2 separate regions of the Bos taurus genome follow, and region 1 is linked to region 2. A link is a contact called in public Hi-C data. All regions are on one chromosome and are shown on one strand. Each heading gives the region's core, a stretch centred on a gene start, on an enhancer-like site or on the middle of the called end of the contact. The rest is flanking DNA. Distances are from core to core; before and after follow the strand shown.

The links. A called contact is a pair of places that touch in the nucleus more often than the background predicts.
Region 1: a Hi-C map of blastocyst shows a contact between it and region 2, with 2.3 times the contacts expected there. The contact joins the promoter of AGFG1 here to the enhancer-like site in region 2. A contact is called at or near these places in 2 of 11 Hi-C or Micro-C datasets (blastocyst and liver).

The regions. Positions count from the first base shown.
Region 1 is chr2:115,628,651-115,632,294 of ARS-UCD2.0, forward strand. It overlaps AGFG1 (ArfGAP with FG repeats 1), which reads left to right and starts at 1,460. Exons shown (of 13, transcript NM_001038171.2): 1 at 1,460-1,858. The coding sequence starts at 1,692.
Region 2 is chr2:115,558,501-115,562,411 of ARS-UCD2.0, forward strand. No RefSeq gene overlaps it. Among named protein-coding and RNA genes, the nearest start is that of TM4SF20, 30 kb to the left of the region's middle. Within about 2 kb of position 1,326, at least 11 of the 102 cell types and tissues checked have an H3K27ac peak or open chromatin away from gene starts, as enhancers often do. A contact at or near this core is called in blastocyst and liver, where this site is marked.

The DNA.
Region 1 (3,644 bases), core at 210-2,709, 70 kb after region 2:
TTTCTTTTACTATTAAACACATTATTATTACTAGTAATATGAAGTCTCATTTGGTCGACTTGTCCAGTCACTTTCACTGGAGATCTGGAGGCTAGCCTTGGCAATAGGAAACCTGGATTCTAATCTTACTTTCCTATTCACCGGATGAGGGACTCTGGACTCTCTGGGTCTCCCTGGATACTCCCTGGGGAAACGAGGGACAAGAATGATTTTTAACATCCTGCTGGCTGTGGATTCCTGGAGTGATTAAAAGATTTGAGTTCTGCAGTCTGACTGTCTGGGCCAACCCATGTATATCCAAGGGTAAATTTACTTAATCCTCTAGAGTGTTGGCTTCCCGATTGTAAGAACCATAAGGGATCTTGTGAAGATTAAGTGAGATACATAATGCACTCATTCCATAAATACTAAGCACCCAGCCTGCAGCTCTGGGAGGGGTAGGGGGTGGAGCAGAGAAGAAAACAGTGGGGTCTAGGTTATTTGGAGCCTTAAAGGGAGATCCCAGGGAAAACACAGTAAACACTAAAGAAGGAGTAGGATTTTATTTACTTTATAACAGTGGGTCAAAGGTGGGGGTCTCTGATAAGATTAAGGGAGTGAGCAGGGCTTGCTCTCCCTTAATCTCTTCTAGAGTAGCAGGAACAGGATTTTAAATAGCCAGAACTATGAAGAAAACACAGCACAGCCATTTCACTGCGGGTGATTTTCCTGAACGTGGAAATTTTCACGTGGAAATGTTGCAGATCCTCCGGGCTGCAATATTAAGTAGGTTGATTGGGCTTACAGAAGTTGCCTGCAGTGGGCGCATGGATAACAGCCTCCCACATGTAGCAGTGGTTCTCAGCCAGGTGGATTTCACCTCCCTCTACCATGACTCCACATTTAGCAACCTCAGGGAATTTTCGGTTGCCACAGCAACACGGCATGGGGTGGGGAGGTCATTCTGGCATCTAGTGGGTCAAGGCCAGAGATGATGTTCAATATCCTACACGGCACAGGGCAGCCTCCACACCAAGAAATCATCTAGTCCAAAATGCCAACAGAGGCATAGCGGAGAAACCCTGCTATAGAGTGTACAGCCCCGGCAAGGGTTCCTGACTCAAGAGGGAGCTTACTGTGTTCTGGATCCAAATGGAAATCCCATGTGGCTGAGTAGATTAGGATGAAGTGAGAGAGGCAACCTGGGCTAGACGGATGGAGAGCTGTTTAGGACACAGGGTGATGAACTCTGAATTATCCCCAAAGCATTGGGCAGCCCTTGAACCCCTTCAGGCAGGGGGAGGAAGGCAACCCAACTAATGCGCTTTGCCTGCAAGTGCGGCCGCAGTAACTCCTCCCGGCCAGCAGAGGGCGCGAGCCGACACTTGGCCTCCGGCCGCCCGGGGCGGGCCTCTTCTTGCCGTCCCCGCTTCCTCGTCTTTTCCCCTCAGGAGAAGTCGGGAAGGCGGCGGCGGCGGTTGTCCCACGACCGTCGGGCCGGTTCGCGTGGCCCGTCAGCCCTCGCTCCGCAGCGTGTCCGCCTCGCGCTCAGCCCGGTCGAGTCGAGCCGCAGCGGCCCGGGTCCGGCGCAGGCGGCGCGCGCTGACGGAGGGCGGCGGCCGCGGCCAGGGCGGCCGGTGGGACCGCAGGGTCCCCGGCGCAGCGCCGCCCGGCTCCCGGCCCTGCCGGCCTCCTCGCTCGGCGCCGCGGCCATGGCGGCCAGCGCGAAGCGGAAGCAGGAGGAGAAGCACTTGAAGATGCTGCGGGACATGACCGGCCTCCCGCACAACCGAAAGTGCTTCGACTGCGACCAGCGCGGCCCCACCTACGTGAACATGACGGTCGGCTCCTTCGTCTGTACCTCCTGCTCCGGCAGTCTGTGAGTGCGGGGCGGCCGGGCGGGCGGCCGGCCCTTCCTCGGGCGTGGGGAGCGGTTGGCCGCGCGCGGGGGGCCTCACGCGGCTCGGGACCATGGGCCGGGATGCTCTGGGCCCGCGAGGCCGGGGATGCGCTTTCGGTTTTCGCCGGGCGAGGGTCCAGGCCCGGCGCGGGGGTGGGTAGCCTTAGTGGCTGGGGTGTGGGCGGGGTCGGGGTCGGGAGAGGGCGCCCGGGGTGAGCATCTCTGGTCCCCGCGGAGCCGGCGCCTGCCCGCCTCCCTCGGGCCTCCGCTAGTCCGGGAGCGCAGACCCGATGGAGCTGCAATGGGAGGACGGGAGGAGGCTGGGAGGGCCTCGCGGGTCCTTTGTGTGCCCCGCCTCTCGGCCGGGGCGCGGCGGTCCCTAGCGAGGCACCTGCTGGGTCCCCGGTAGAGGGGTGGTGGGTAAGGCTGGGGTGGGAGAGAGAGCAGGGACGCTTAGCATGTTTGTTTTTTTTTTCTCTTGGATCCAGAGTTCCTAGGACACTGAGAAAGCCAGCACTTAGAAATAGTAGCGGGGTTAAAATGTTTTGATGGCAGAGATGGGAATCCCAAGGGAAAAGTTGAGGGGAGGGGAGAGGGTCCGCGTTTAATTGCGGGAGAAGGAGCCAGAGAAAGCAGGCGTGAGATTGTGGGACTTCAGCTTTATGACCCAAAGAGAGCCTTGAAGAGTTGGGGTAAAGTTTTAAATGGAAGTAAGGGACTGACTAGGAGCTGTGTCATTGTCCATATGGTGGTGGTGTTATCTGTAAGATTTCCCCATCAATACCCAAGTGTCCTGTCGTGTACACAGAAACGAGAAGAGATGGAGGACAGTATTGTTTCAGGAAAAGGGAGACTGCCGTCTTGAATTACTGGAATGGTTTGCATTTGTTCCTCTTTTCTTCATTAAGCTGTTTTTTTTCTATTAAGATGTTTGTTGCTGAGATAGAAGGTTTTTCTTTTCTTTTTTTTTTTTTTTTTTTGAGAGTTTATAGTTGATTCTGGAACTAAGTTGTTTTTATACACTAAATTATCTTGTAGTAAGTTACCAACGAAGAGGTGATTACTAAATGGTCTTAAAACCTTTGTTATATCAAACATCTACTCAAATTCTTTCTCTCGTTCCATTCTTTGAAATCAATTATTTGGTCTCCCCCTTCCCCTCCAGAAACTTTGTAAGATTAATCTTGAGGCGAAGTGTATAATATGTGAGAAAACTTGATTTTTTTTTTTTTTTTTGGAAAATGTAAGGCATGCCCAGTTATGTACGATTTTTCATCTTCCTAAGTTGGGCAAAGATGTCTCCCATGATGATTATTTCTTTAACATATTTATTGGGTGCCTACTAGGTTCTCTGTAAAGCCTTGGGGAATGCTGATGAATAGAGCAAGGTCTTTTGTTCTCTTGGTGCTTACATTCGTGTTGGGGAGATGGTAACATAGTAAGTAATCAAGTGAGAAAAATGTCAGGGGCAAGAGTGCACTGAAATAGTAAGATAGGAGGAGAGACCTTCTCTGAGAAGTCACTTTTAGATTGTAGGATCAAGAAAGCACTCTGAGAAGTTGATAATTAGTGATGTTGTTGAATTACAACAGAATCCTAGAGCTGGGTAGTGCTTAGGAGATAGTCTGGTTCATTCTTTACATTTACAAATAAAAACTGTGGGCAACTTTGGTTTTAAAACAATGAAGGCTGTAGTCCAGTTTGTTTTGAGGGTAGTACTTGACTTTTTGCATAGTAAGTAGGCTGTGTTTTTACTTAACACAAG
Region 2 (3,911 bases), core at 76-2,575:
AAAGACAGAGGCAGGGTCTTTCGTCTTCCTGGAAGCGGTCTCCATATAAATTAGCAGAGATATTCTTCATATGGGCCTCCCAGGGGACTCAGTGGTAAAGAATCTGCCTGCCAACATAGCAGACCCATGTCTGATCCCTGGGTCAGGAAGATCCTCTGGAGAAGGAAATGACAACCCACTCCAGGATTCTTGCCTGAAGAATCCTATGAAGAGAGGAGCCTGGGGGGCTACAGTCCATGGGGTCACAGAAGAGTCTGACACTCTTAGTGACTGAGCATGCATGCATGCATTCTTCATATGGCTTCTGAAAGTAACTTTTTCTAATTCCTAATTCAGATAATTCTGAAACCAATATATAAAATATACATTAAATGTACCAAAATGGGTTGTCCAATGAAAGCCCTGAAGCTAGACCTCGTGATTTGTTTGGTGTTTGCTTTTATTGCTTTTATAGAAATGTGACTGAACTTGTAATTAGTCTGGAAGCGTTTTAGGTACTCTGGAGTTTGATAAGGCAAGTTTCTTTTTTTTTTTTAATTGGAATATAGTTGGTTTACAATGCTGTGTTAGTTTCAGGGGGTATTGCACAGCGATTCAGTGATATACATACATATATTCATTCTTTTTCAGATTCTTTTCCCATATGGGTTGTCACAGAATATTGAACAGAGTTTCCTGAACTCTACAGTATGTCTTTGTTGGTTTTCTGTCTCATCCACAGTAGTAAATATGTGTTAATCCCAAATTTCTAATTTATCCCTTCCTGACTTACTCTTGATACAGCATGTTACTTCTCTCTTAATGTCCAGTTCATCATTTCCTAGTTTTGGCTACTACTCATATCCCTTTGAAACGGAGGGTAGGGCCTCAATTCTTGAAAATGAGAGAACAGATTTTTTTTTTTTTAAGATGAGTTCTTTTGTTATTAAAACCCAAGGGAAAAGCTAGCTGGAGATCCACCTGGCCATACTCCAAGAGGGGACCCTTGGTCACTTGAGGCATATTTATTTTCTTTTTTTTAATCGGAGGATAATTGTTTCACAACATTGTGTTGGTCTCTGCGATGCATCAACATAAATCAGCCACAGGTACACGTATGTCCCCTCTCTCCTGAACCTCCCTCCACTTGGGGCATATTAAACAATCCAGGGAATCCGCTGGGTCTGGAGGACACATCTGTTTTGCTCCTGAAGCTTAAAATGGGCTGGAACTACAGCAGCTGGTTGAATGGCCTGATCTTCAATGAACAGGCCTGGCCTAGCCCCACCTCCACACAGCAGGTCTGCTCAGCTTCTTGCCAGAGGTCAGCACTCAGGCCCAGGGAACGTGTCACTTATCTTTCTCTTTGCCCTACTCCACCTCCTACCACGCCTAAGGGAAAGCTCTCCAGGCCTAGGAGTGGGTGCAATTTGTCTTTTAATTGCTCTATAGCCTCTAGAAGATAAACCTATACAAAGTAGGCCATCCTTAAATGTTGACTATCGTAAGGCAACAAATTAAAAAATAAATGTTTATAGCATGTACTGTTATTTTATTTTATCATTTTTAATTACAATTATTCACTTTGATCTAGATTACAAGATACCTGGTCACCGAATTGATTTTGCTGGGTACTTTTTGATGTCTGAGAGAGGAGTCTGATTTCCTTGCCTGGGGATTTGCCTCAGATGCTTTCAAATTCCCCTCCTCAGTCTATGGAGTGAAGGGGACTCTTGTGTATACAGGACCCCCTCCCCCACCCCCAGCTGTGTTGGGTCTGGAAAGTGTTAGTCGCTCAGTCACGTTGACTCTTTGTAACCCCATGGACTGTAGCCCAACAGGCTCCTCTGTCCATGGGATTCTCCAGGCAAGAATACTGGAGTGGGTTGCCATATCCTCCTCCAGGGGATCTTCCCAACCCAAGGATTGAACCCAGGTCTCCTGCATCACCAGCAGATTCTTTACCTGGAAAGCTCTAACTATTGGGTTGGCCAAAAAGTACCTTGGGTCTTCTGTGAGATGTTATGGAAAAATCCATCTGAGCTTTTTAGCCAACCCAATACTTGTGACCTGGTGACCAATCAAATGCTTCTAAAAAAGGTCTCAGCTTCCAAGATTTTATTGTATCAACCTTCTGACTAATTTCTCAACCTCTGCTGTGGTTCAGTCACTCATCTGACTGAAATGAAATTTCCACTGAAAAGTTGATATTTTTGGTGTCTTGCAGCAGCCCAGTATATCTCTCACATCATAGAGCCCCTCCTCCTTGTTGTTGCAGGCCATGAAGCTGGGGAGGGATCCCAGAGACAGAAGGGGAATCCTTTCCTTTGGATTTATTTAATGATATAAAATATACCTGTAGTCCTCAACGGGGATGTGGTTCTTCCTTCTTCATTCCCTTTGTTGACCATGGAGGAGAAAGTGTATAGGACCTCCCGAGGAGAAATGATGGAGTGGAAAGACGTTGAGTCTTTCCAATATCATCCAAGTTGAATATTCCAGGGCAATAAATAACTCCACCAAGCAAGCCTTCCTCAAGAAGGCGCAGGTGTGGAATGAAATGACAAGCAGCTATGCCTGGGGCACAGCCAAACTAAGCCACTGCCTTCTTAGACACCTGTTCAGTTCAGTTCAGTTGCTGAGTCATGTCTGACTCTTGGTGAGGCTTTCCTGTCCATCACCGACTCCCGGAGCTTGCTCAAACTCATATCCATCAAGTTGGTGATGCCATCCAACCATCTCATCCTTTGTTATCCCCTTCTCCAGGCTTCAATCTTTCCCAGCATCAGGGTCTTTTCCAATGAGTCAGTTCTTCACATCAGGTGGACAAAGTACTGGAACTTCAGCTTCAGCATCAGTCCTTCCAATGAATATTCAGGACTGATTTCCTTTAGGATTGACTGACTTCTCCACCTTTTGGTTAAGATCAAGTGTAGACCCCTGGGGCCTGAGTAATCCTTGAGACTTCCCGGTGTAGGCCCAAGGTTCTGGTTATTCTATTGTGACTGTGTTTTGACTCATCTGGTTCCCAGGCAAGCCAAGGCAAAAACGAACCTGCCAACTCCTACCTCAAATTCACTGAACAAGACGTGGAATTTCTTTCTTTCTTTCTTTCTTTTTGAGACATGGGATTTCTTTCTTTCTTTCTTTCTTTTTAATGAATTTATTTTTTAACTGAAGGATGATTGCTTTACAGAATTTTCTTGTTTAATGTCAAACATCAACATGACTCAGCCATAGGTATGTATGGGAGGGAGGCTCAAGAGGGAGGGGACATGGGTTTTCTTGGTGTTTGATTTGTTGTTCTCCAAGCAGAAGTTTCATTCCACAGGAGCATTTCTCAGCACCTGATCGCATTTGCATAACGATTTTTATGGAATCTACAACCAAAGCCTTGATATTGATCCCCCAGCTGAGTGGAATATCTACACACATAACAGCCCAGAGTGCCCTGAATCCTACCCCTTATTTTGTTGGTGCTGCTCCCACTCAGATGGATCAGGTTAGAGCAAAGCCTCCTCCCCAGTAACCTGGTAGAGCAGGAGTCCTCCCAGCGATAGAGCAGAAAGCGCAAAGCATGGTACTTTGTGGAGACTCATTTCATTCTCATGTCTACTTGGATTCACCTCACTGTGGAGGCTTGGCGAGGCTCCCCCCAACTTCTGCCCCTCACTGTCAATCTCTATACCCTCACTTGGCTTTGTCTTTACTGCCTGTTTCCCCAACCAGTATGTGAGCCCCCTGCAAGCATAGAATTGGTCTGATTCACTTCCTGCTATTCTCCCAGTGCCTAAAACAGTGCCTGCCCCATTTGTGGGCACATAAAAATATTTGTTAAGCAAATAAGGAAACGCTACTAATGCCAGCACTGGGTCAGGCCCTGTCCACACACTGTGCATTTAACACAAGTGAGTATCAGCTTCATCTTTCTA